Linked DNA regions of Mus musculus: regions 2 and 3 are each linked to region 1. The links are chromatin contacts, called in public Hi-C maps. All regions are on one chromosome and are shown on one strand. Each heading gives the region's core, a stretch centred on a gene start, on an enhancer-like site or on the middle of the called end of the contact. The rest is flanking DNA. Distances are from core to core; before and after follow the strand shown. Region 1 has its middle 18 kb from the start of Gm36023. Region 2 overlaps Atp2b2 (ATPase, Ca++ transporting, plasma membrane 2). Region 3 has its middle 54 kb from the start of Slc6a1.

What was found. Hi-C and Micro-C count contacts between places; a contact is called where the count stands out from the background.
Region 2: a Hi-C map of cerebral cortex shows a contact between it and region 1, with 2.4 times the contacts expected there. The contact joins two enhancer-like sites. A contact is called at or near these places in 5 of 484 Hi-C or Micro-C datasets (DN2 thymocytes, ECoMG-derived neutrophils, bone marrow-derived macrophages and 2 more) and 2 of 115 datasets of contacts at active chromatin or transcription factors (embryonic basal ganglia and neural progenitor cells).
Region 3: a contact with region 1 is called in a Hi-C map of cerebellum, with 2.1 times the contacts expected there. The contact joins two enhancer-like sites. A contact is called at or near these places in 2 of 39 promoter capture datasets (the 3T3-L1 cell line and hippocampal neurons), 5 of 15 datasets of contacts at CTCF or cohesin (the NIH/3T3 cell line, embryonic stem cells, hippocampal excitatory neurons and 2 more), 93 of 484 Hi-C or Micro-C datasets (the AML12 cell line, the C2C12 cell line, the C3H10T1/2 cell line and 50 more), 12 of 115 datasets of contacts at active chromatin or transcription factors (PVALB interneurons, astrocytes, bone marrow-derived dendritic cells and 7 more) and 2 of 9 other capture datasets (embryonic tail and embryonic trunk).

Annotation. Positions count from the first base shown.
Region 1 is chr6:114,074,854-114,078,446 of GRCm38.p6, reverse strand. No RefSeq gene overlaps it. Among named protein-coding and RNA genes, the nearest start is that of Gm36023, 18 kb to the left of the region's middle. Within about 2 kb of position 1,641, at least 16 of the 459 cell types and tissues checked have an H3K27ac peak or open chromatin away from gene starts, as enhancers often do. A contact at or near this core is called in cerebellum, cerebral cortex and cortical neurons, where this site is marked.
Region 2 is chr6:113,793,351-113,796,943 of GRCm38.p6, reverse strand. Atp2b2 (ATPase, Ca++ transporting, plasma membrane 2) reads left to right here. Exons shown (of 20, transcript NM_001036684.3): 7 at 547-705; 8 at 3,064-3,278. Among named protein-coding and RNA genes, the nearest start is that of Sec13, 54 kb to the right of the region's middle. Within about 2 kb of position 1,528, at least 60 of the 459 cell types and tissues checked have an H3K27ac peak or open chromatin away from gene starts, as enhancers often do. A contact at or near this core is called in cerebral cortex and cortical neurons, where this site is marked.
Region 3 is chr6:114,334,989-114,338,581 of GRCm38.p6, reverse strand. No RefSeq gene overlaps it. Among named protein-coding and RNA genes, the nearest start is that of Slc6a1, 54 kb to the right of the region's middle. Within about 2 kb of position 1,616, at least 2 of the 459 cell types and tissues checked have an H3K27ac peak or open chromatin away from gene starts, as enhancers often do. A contact at or near this core is called in cerebellum, where this site is marked.

The DNA of each region.
Region 1 (3,593 bases), core at 392-2,891:
CTTTCCACTTGCCCCTCTGGCCTCTTGGCTTGGTCCACCTGCCCACAATTCGTCCAATCAAGCATCAATGCACAAAGCACTTTTAGATCCACTTACAAGGACTTTCAATGAGATGGAGCTTTAGAAATCTGGGAGTCATCCTGAGGGTGAATATATTGGACTCTTACTTCATCATGACATGGGCTAAGATGTTGACTTATGAAGAAAGACGTGGTCCATGGTTGGCCCATGGTTATGGGGGCCTCAGTCTGTGCCAGGCACCTCTATGGCATTCAGGCCTCATTTGAGGGCTCCAGGTGGCAATGATGGGAGTGTTCTATACAGGAAGTTAAATAGTTCACATCCTGCTTGGGAAGTAAAAGAAGTGGGGGAACCAGTGTCCCTCAGGCCCCTCCACAGGCACATGCTCAGAGATCTGTTTCCCTCCTAGCCCCACCTGTTAAGAGTCCCACCTCCTTCCAGTAGCCCCCAGACTGGGAACCAGGCCTTTAACACACAGGAGGGCAGGGCAGATCCAAACCACAGCAATGGGAGCCAGAGGATAGCAGAGGTTTACCGATGAGAGAGTCAAGGGGGCTGGAGGGATGGCTCAGTGGTTAGATGCACTTGCTGCTCTTGCAGAGGACCTGGGTTCAATATCAGAACAAGTTTGGTGACTCACACCCAACTGTAACTCTGAGTCCAGGGGATTCCTTGTAAACTGTGACTACGTGGGGGAAATCTGACTCTCCTCTCTCGGGGCTCTTTCAGAGGCCTTCTGAAGACAGGGCATATCTGTGACAGAGCAGCTAGGGAACTGGACCCCAGGGACTCCTGTCTTCCTGGGACCCAAATGCAGATCCTAACTCTGACCCACGACCAAGGATCAACCTTTCTGCATCTCAGAAATGCCATCTGTGAGGTGGGGTTCCTTGGTCATGGGTCTGTGTGAAGATTTTGTCTTAATCGCAGTCACATGGCCTGGTGATAGTAATAACTACGTTTAAGACATAGGTTATGAAAACATCCAGGAATATACATGTGCAAACTAAAATGTGTATGATGTCATTAGGTGTGATACAATGTCACAGAGGCGCTGACACATGGGTGGTCCCCTATATAGAAACATTGTTATGTAAGACATGGCCATGTTTATCATATTTTTATGATTAGCTATTACTGTGGAATATAAATGACATACATCATATCTGAATATATACATATATATGAATAAGCCAGGCATACCTTTAATCCCAGCATGTGGAAAGCTGACACAGGATTGTAAGTTTAAGGCCAGCCCAGGCTGTTTATCTGTCTCAAGAACAAAAACAAAACAACAAAAGATAGAGACTTTAACAAGTTGTACATTATACAACATTCCAGAACATACAGTAACCATAAGAATAACACCTTAAAATATGGCCAGGCACACCATACCTAATGCAAACGCCACTGCCTCCAGGAGTGGAAGGACCAGGCTGAATGCCTGCCTTTCTTCTGTAGAATGGCTCTGGGCTATTGGAGTGGTGAACTGGGGTAAAAACATGCTTTGGGGAGAGAATGGTTGGTAACCCTAGGTCATCAGAGTCTTCAGTGTGTAGCTGCACTCTCAGGCCAGGCACAGGGTGGCAGCCACACTGCAGGCTGCTGTTATGATCCAGGACAGCACTGGGTGGCAGGCTTGTCCTGGTTTTAAGGACACCAAGTCCCTGCAGTGTGGAGGAGGCACTGCTGGCTAAGTGCCTCTATTTTCCCACAACCTCCGCTGTCCCGGAGTGACCCCAGTCAGCCTGGAATGCAGATTTGCCACCCACCCTTGTCTCAGCCCTGGGAGCCCACTAGAGTCAGGGTGCCCACGGCTTTCCAGAATGCTCTGTGCAATAGGCAGATGCACTTTATCCCTTGGGGTCCTGTCACATCTGTTCTTCCCCTGACCAGACACTAACCACACAGTAGACCTGCACCTTAGTGCAGGACATCTTCATTCATTCCTTACATCAGCCCTGATGAACCTATCCAAGCAGCAGGACCAAGGCAGCCACCTGCCTCATAAATTCTGGTGGGGGTCATTGAAGATTGCCCTTCCTGGCTGGCTCTGCCCAGTCTGTCAGGGCCCCTCCCCAGCCCTGGAAACTAAGCATTTTCTTCTAGTCCTTCCCCAAGGTCAGCCTAGGACCATTTCCCGGACTCCCCTCTCCCTCTAAGGACACTGATGTAGGTCTCTCTCAATAGACACCCCATGCTGCCTGACCTCCAAGTCGAGCCTGCCTAGCGTACTCTGTCACCATAGATCATGTCTTCCAAGGTTCCTGCTCTCTGCAGTGATCTGAGTCTGAGCTGTCAGCGGATAACCATCCCCACAGGCCTGAACACAGACCCCCCCCCCGCCCCCAGCCCAGATCCCATCATTGTATGGCCTTGAACAGGGTAATTTCCTTCCAGGTGAGTCATTCTGACATAGAAAAGTGGCCAGTAGCCACTTCCCTACAGTGGTCAGCAGGATAGGAGCCAAAGTTCCCAGCTAGGTAACATGCTTCTGCCATAACAAGGAACATTCATTCATTCACTGTATATTGAGCATGCTCTATGAACCTAGCTCTAAAGACACAATGGTTGGCAAAGTCCAAGGCTGGACCAGCCTTTCTGAGAGAGCCATTTGAAATAATGTACAGCCAGCATGTCAGAATACTGGCAGTCACTGGACCCACAGTCTCAAAATTCCATGAGTGACCTAGTGTTGGGATTAGTGGTGACTCTATATCTGGTCACCAGAGATGCCGCATCTTGATTTCAGCAGGATCCAGGCCTCTGAGGAGGGGTGGAGTTACACATCTAGAATGGGGACCTTCACATTGTGGGGAAAGAAATCCAGAAGCCGAGACCATTCCCAAGAAGTTCATAGACAGAGCGCTTTCCCAAACTTTAACCTCAGGCCCTGCACAGCAGGACAGCATAGATCCCACCCTGGGTCTCCAGAGAGAGCAGGGATGGTGGCATGGTGACAGAAGTGGAAATTACCAGTGCTGGTGCCTCCAATCCCACCCCCTTGCCATGTTTTGACTCCAAGAGAAACTCAGTTTTAGCCAGGGAAGCTGGTTAAAGAGGAGGGCAGGATTCAGGGACACCATGACTTCTGCCTTATTGGAACAAAGTTTCAAATTGTTCCCACTGCACCTGCTTGGGGAAACTGTGTCAGAGCCCTTCCGGACCTGTCAGTGTTAGCCACCCACAACTTCTCAGAGATAGGCACTGAGTGGCTCAGGGTGGGAGGGGGAACTGTCCTAGTTTTGTAATTGGCTCCCATGGCGCTGCTCAACGGTTATTAAAATACGGACACAAAACCTCCCAGAGAAATCGCTCTGGGCCTCTATTTATCATGTGCTTTGTAAGACGGACAAGTGGGGGCCAGTCCATGGAAGGTCAGCGACCCGATGCTTCAAGGTCAGATAATTAACTTTCTCAGGATTTGCAAAGGGAACACGGATGACGACTTAGGGTCTCCTCACTTGACAGAGCCCACTGCACAGCTCTGGCCTCAGCACATGCTGTTCTCACCCGAGTCCTTTCTGAGGTGACTGTCCTCCCATCCCCAAAGCCTGCAGAGAGCAGGCAGG
Region 2 (3,593 bases), core at 279-2,778, 280 kb after region 1:
ACCAGGGTCAGGATCTCCCAAGCCTACCTATCAGCTGGGGTCTGGAAGTTGGCTCTTAGAGACTGTTATAGGTGGAAGGCTGGCTGACCTCTGCTCAAAGAGCCACAGGTCCTTCTGTCCATCCCACAATGACAAGGATCCCTTGACTGGAGATGGGACACCTTACTTTCTCTTTAAGCCATGCTCTGTGTCCTTCCAATGGCTAACTCCCTAACAACCCAACAACTTGGCCTCAAGAATACCCAAGGAAGTCCTTCTCTTTCTATCTAATTGTGAGAGGGCCAAGGACCCATTTAGGGTGGGGTCTTGGTTCAGCCCTGTCCTGCTGGGAATCTAGGGTAGAGCCAGGTCCCAGGAGCCTCTGGGACCCAGACACTGCAGCTGGAAGTGGCAGGTACTATCCGAGGCTTCTTTGCCAGCCATGCAGGGCCCAGACAGGATAATCAGCATTTCTACTGGGCAGGCAGGGTGGGTGCTAAGCGTTCTGGCCTCTAGGCTAACCTGCATGTGTGTGTCTGTGTGCACATGCATGCTCTGCCCCTACAGCCAAGCAGCAGGATGGGGCAGCTGCCATGGAGATGCAGCCTCTGAAGAGTGCAGAGGGCGGCGATGCAGATGACAAGAAGAAAGCCAACATGCACAAGAAAGAGAAGTCGGTGCTTCAGGGCAAGCTCACCAAACTGGCTGTGCAGATAGGCAAGGCGGGTGAGTTCACAGCAGGGACCTCCCTTCCAACCCCTGCCCCTTTATGCCCTCTACCTTGATTCCAATGGTCCTGGAGGCCTGCCCTGCTCTAAATATATGAAGCCCCACTCTGCAAACAGACTGCCACAGCACAGCTCTGAGGATTTGCGATGACAGCTTTCCCCACCTCTGAGTCCCTGCCTACTCCTCTGTAAATGGGGATAAGGTTATGTCACAGGAAGGCAGGTTGCTTTGAGAATTAAAGGTGACTGAGTAGACAGGGGACTCAGCCTGTGGCTTCTATAGTGGCAGACATACCCTGTACCGCCTATAGCTCCAGACAGCAAAGACTTTATCCTAAGGACAGGGCGGAAATATGAAAGAGGTAACAGCAAGAGAGAGCCAGAATGGATTTGGCCTTGATAATGCCCACCCTAGCTATAGTGAAGAAGGAGGACTGAAAGGGTTGGGGGCAGAGCCCGGAGCCCATGCAGAAGGACTTATCTGAGCTCCAGAGAGCAACCCAGGCTTCCCAACTGAGATGTTAGCTGCAGGTGAGAGCTGTGGCAGCCTTCTGGCCCAGGGAGCCAAGCCCAGCTGCAAGGTGAGCCCCAGCCCTGAAGCACAGCCTTGACCTCCCCTTGCACTGGGGGTGTATGAAAGGCAGGACCTCCCACCTGGCTACCGAGGCCTCTGTGGCTGTCTCCATTTCTAATTAAAGACAGCACAGCAGGGGACAGCTGCAAATTATAGGCTCAGCAGTCTATATTTAAACCTGGTGACAGCTCTCTAGGCTGCTGGGAGCTTGGCTTCCCGCCCCTTCGGCTGTCAGGCAGGGATAGAGCCAGGCTCTGATGCACCGCAGCTGGAGCTAGCTAGGGTGGGGAGCTATGGGCCAAGGGGTTTCCCTCTTCCCTGCTGTTGCTGTCAGAGGCAAGTGACTCCACAGTAGCATGGGGCACTAAGGGGCCAAGAAACTAAGTGATGACAACATCTTGGCCTCTGAGGATCTCAGTCCCCCATCCACCCTGCCAGGGATTAAGTTCACAGGCATCCCGGGCTCCCTGCCTTCCACTGCCTCCCTCTGGGGCTGAATCCCTGGTGGCCAGGATTTATGGATGAGCAATTCCAAGCTGAGTCTACAAAGTAAGAAATGCATATCAGAGATGGAGGAAAGCCAGAGTTTTGAAAATTATGGAGAATTCCTAGTCTTTGCTTCATCTCATGGAACCCCTAGATCACAAGCTACATGACAGAGCACACCCACTATGCAGAGCTGCCTGGGCCTTGAGACCTGTACATCAGCCAAGGGATCATGGGCATCTGGGGAGGTTGTACCCACAGGCCCTTACTATCACCCCTCCTCCATCAGAGAATGCTGGTAGGCACAGTCCCAAGAACATCTTTGTGGGCAACTGAGGCAGGTCAGGTATAGACACACTGATCTGACAGGAGGGATCCCAAGAACAAAGTGTATCTCTTGAGCTCCAGCATTGCCCTAGCCAGTCATTTCCCTAGCTGAGCCTCTGTTCCCTTCACCTGGGACACGCTCCCTGAGAACAACACACGTGCCTGATGCCTTTTCAAATAGCACCTCCTGGTCATGCTAGCTACAGCAGCCGTATCTTCAGCCACGACTTCCTGGGATTTTTCCTCAGAGTATCAATTCGTGTCTATAATGGTGGCACATACACACTGTCTCTGTTACTGCTAGATCTGTACACAAGGAATCACCATGCACCTGCCATATTGCAGGTGCTCAAAGGTGCTTGTTCAGTGAATGAGTAAAAGATTCCACCTTACCTCTTTATAGGGTGGCATCTGTATAGAGGTGGCTCTTTTTTTTTTTAGAGATTTGTTTGTTTGTTTGTTTGTTTGTTTGTTTAATATATATGAGTACACTGTTGCTCTCTTCAGACACACCAGAAGAAGGCATCAGATCCCATTACAGATGGTTGTGAGCCACCATGCAGTTGCTGGGAATTGAACTCAGGACCTCTGAAAGAGCAGCCAGTGGTCTTAACCGCTGAGCCATCTCTCCAGTCCTAGAGGTGGCTCTTGATGTACCTGTGTTCCCTAGCCACACGTTTTTAGTGTGGCTGAGTGTCATGTGGGCAGGCACCATGCTAGGTACTTCCCTGCATTGCCACGTGAGCATTGCAAAACCCCAGGAAGGAAATCTGCCCCCTATGCCTCATTGTTCAGAAGAGGCAACTGAGGCTCCCTGAGAAGCAAAGCAAAGGACCCTAGCCCCAAAGCAAGGAAGAACAGCTGGGTCTGCTGAGCTGAGGTCTGCCCAAGAGGCCTGCAGAAGCAGTTTAGTGAACATCTCCCCCCTCCCACCTGGGAGCCCTCTGAGCAGGTGTCCCCATGTCACAGGCCTGGTGATGTCGGCCATCACAGTGATCATCCTGGTACTCTACTTCACCGTGGACACCTTCGTGGTCAACAAGAAGCCATGGCTGACGGAATGCACACCCGTCTACGTACAGTACTTTGTCAAGTTCTTCATCATTGGTGTGACGGTGCTGGTGGTCGCTGTGCCCGAGGGCCTCCCTCTGGCTGTCACCATCTCACTGGCCTATTCTGTGAAGGTAAGAGAAGAGAAGAGCAGTGTTGGGTGCCTGAAGCAGCCACAGCTGAGGCTGTCAGGGAACCAGGGAGGGTGCGGTGCTAGTACTTTGTAGATGGGCTACGAAATGTGTGACTGCAACTTAGAGACTTGGAGAGAGCGTGTGGGCAAGTCCCCCAAATTCAGACACCTTTAGAGGCATAACACAAACCAAGAGCTAGGCCTGGCCACACAGGAACCCTCATTAGTCAGGCCCAGCAAAGTGTGGCTTTATGGGGATACAACCTGGGCTGGCCAGACCTTCAGACTTATTCTCAAAAAGAAGCCCAAAAATCTA
Region 3 (3,593 bases), core at 367-2,866, 260 kb before region 1:
TCAGAAATCCTGGGGTCAAGTCCCAACTCCGCTCCCTACTAAGAGCTGTGTGACCTTTCACAAGTAACATAACCTCTCTGGGGATCTTTGTGCACCAACCAAAAGAGATACCCCGAGTGGCTGGCACACGAGATCTGGCATGACACAATGAATTTGTGCATTTAATGGAAGTGGCACTGCAGAGAAAAGAACAGCTGACATGCAGGCCTCACCGAGGGTGCCCACTCTTACCCTGTGCGCAGGCTTACTGGGTGAGTCCTCACTGCAGCCCAGAAAGCAGGCGTCGATTTAGACATTAAGACAAAACACCTGACACGGGCTTATGAAGTAAGCCGACAGGTTTATTTTTGGCTCATAGTTCTGGAGGTTCAAGGGCGTGATTGGCAGCCCATCTTGTGAGAAGAGAGAGGGGAGAGAGGGAGGGAGGGGAAGAGAGGCTAAAAGAGAGGGAGAGAGAGGGAGAGGTAGAGGGAAAGAGAGAGAGATAGAGAGGAGAGAGAGACAGAGAGACAGAGAGACTTGGGAATAGCTTGTGTTGCAGAACAAGCAATGACGCCTCATCTGGGCCTTCAAGATCCATGCAAGCAAGATAGCTGCATGACATCTGAACGTTTGTGCACAGTCACTCACTGGCATGACTGTGTGCTGATGGCTCACGGCATGCCTGTCTGCTTACGGACAACACCAGGTCTATCATCTCAGCTCTTTGCCAGGGTAAAGGTCCACAGATGAGAAATAGAGGTGTCCTCCTGTCAGCCTTCAGGCTCCCTCCCAGCCCCCCAGAGGGCATCGGAAGGCCTCTAGTGACTCTCCTGAAGATGCAGGCCACGGAGACTCACAGAGAGATCATTTCATAAAGACACCCACCTCCGACAGAGATCACATCCATCTTATTGAAACTGGATCATCTCCCTGATCGTAAGGACTCAGAACCACCTAGTGAATGAGAGTGAGGTCCTCCCTGTGACCAAGACTGCTGCCTACTTCTTACCCCTGCCCAAATCCAGCTCATGTCAGGGGCTGTGACGAAGATCCTCTACTCAGCATGGCCACACTGTTGGACTGAATCATCCCCTACCTTGTGCCATTCCCAGCTCTGAGCGATTGGCACTATGGGCAGGAGATTCTAAGCCCTGAACACCAACCCTTCAACGCAAGTGTCACTGTCACCTCTAACTTACAGGTGGGGAAGTGGGGGCCCACGGGGACCATGAAGCTGTCCTCAGTGAATCAGGGAGGAACAGAAGTGGATTCAAACCCACAAAGCCACAGCTCCTAAGCCCAGGAGCAGTGGTGACACTCAACAACTGTGAATCATTATCTGACACTCCCCATTCCTGTCTCTGCCAAAGAGAGAGAGAGAGAGAGAGAGAGAGAGAGAGAGAGAGAGAAGGCCAAGGCCTTCTCTTCTCTTCTCTGAGGCCTCTGAGAGGTTGGCTCAGGATGAATAGAGAGGGAGCCTGGAGGTGCAGGGGGCCCTGTTCTAAACTCCATCTGCCCAAGTGCTTCCTCCCACATACCCAGACACCCAGTATCAACAATAATCCTGTCCCAGTAAGGCGGCCCTGGGGGTCAAGGGTTCTAATTACCAGGACCATCTGATGCCAGCCTCCATCTTCCTGCATTAGCAGACCCAGACCTGCGGGGGCCTAATGAGAAATACAAGAGTGGATGGCTCCCTCCTCGCACCCTGCACCCTGCCTCCCTCCCCAGAATGCCTCCCTGGCAACCTTTCCTCCTGGACCACCTTCTGGTCTCACCAGAATGGGTTTTAGAGCCGCCTTAATTCTCACTTTAATTAAAAGGAAATGTCCTCCCAGTGCTTTGGGCTGGATTCTTTCCCTCCCTGGAACATTTGTTCAGCCTCTGAGCTGGAGCCTGGTGCCTGGTTAATTGAAAGTTACAGATGAGCGAGGACATGGCTCTCCTGGGAGGGGGACGAAGAGAGGCACAAGCTGGCACCAGCTCCAACCTTTTCCGGTGTGTGTTGGGGAGGGGTGGCCATGCTCCAGGCTGGTGGGGAGGTAGGATGCCACCAAGGGTCTGCAGGTACCACCTTCATCCTATGGGATACAGCAGACCCCCCCCCCATGGAAGCCTCAGGGATCAACATGCCAGAATTCTAAATAACTCATGAACTCTCTTTCCACCAAGGGGGGGAAAAAGACAGAACAGAGTAAAAGAGTTCTCAGTGCCACCATCCTCCCACCATCTGGAAACAATCACGGCTAACACCTGGGGGAAAACAGTCTTCAGGAACTTTCTAGACTCTTTGCACGACCCAGTGATTTTTTTATTGCCTTCTCTCCACCTTGATTATAAAAGTGATTGATAATCATTGAAAACGGCTTAGAAGAGAGTGGTAAAAGTTTGCATTAAGAGTATCCACCGTCAAAGTCACCCCCACCCCCACCTCCATGGGGCAGGGGTGGAGGAGGGGCCACGACTAGGTACTGGAGTTCCAGTACTGAGACAAATAGATGCCTGGGATGGTCGCTCTGAGAGTTTCACTCTGTGATCAATGAATCTGTTACCATTAGGCTTCTGGTAGTCGTGTGACAAACAAGAGACACTTGATGAAGGGGACCAGCTCCTTACCCCTTCAGGAGCCTGCCCCTAATGACCTAGGACTTTCCACTCGGCCCCACCTCCTAAAGCACCCACCCTCCCCTAACAGAGCCAAGTCTTTAGCTCGTAGATCTTTAGTAACACAGGGACAGATGGGGCACTTTACATCTTGTATTATTAGGGCAGGTTTTCCCACCACGCCTTGGACAAGAGTCTGCATGTGCACTCTATGAACAACCTAGAGTGCCTCTGAACCTGGAGGTACAGACAGACAGTGGAGAGGGCAGACGTGCAGGACGCTGACACCACAAAACTCAGGGATGAGGCTAAGCTCCTAACCCTGACTGACAGCCCTGACTCCGGTGGTCTATTTTTCCTCGCGGGTGAACCTGCCTCCTCCTTACCTTGCTGTCCCCTGAATAAAGCAGGATTTAAGGGTTCACTCTTGTCTCTGCCGGTGGCTGTTTATGGTGACAGACGACAGGAGCTCTATCTTTCCAGCTCAGGATCCAAACTACAGCAGCTGGGAATCTAATTTCCCATGCCTGTGTTCCATCTGAGGACACAGGCTATCTATCTTGCAGCTATCTTGGAAGGTTGCTGGGTAGTGGTTGGTTGGTTGTTGTTGTTGTTTTTTGGTTTTTTTGTTTTGTTTTTGTTTTTGAGATATGGTTTCTCTGCATAGCCCTGACTATCCTTGAATTAACTCTGAAGATCGGGTTTGCCTTAAGCTCAAAGATCTGACTGCCTCTGCCTCCTAAGTGCTGGGATCAAAGACATGGGCTGTCCTACCTAGCTGTGCTGTGGTGGCCAGTTGTACAACAACCTGATATACAAGGTAAAGTCCTCTGAGAAGACGGTACCTTAACTAAGGAACGCCGGCTGTGGATTGGTCTGTAGACAAATCTGGAGGGCATTTTCTTTGTTTTTGATGATTGGGGAAGGGCCCAGTCAATTGTAGGTGCTGCCAACCCTGGGCTAGTGGCCCTGCGTTCTATAAGCAGGCTGAGCAAGCCAGTAAGCAG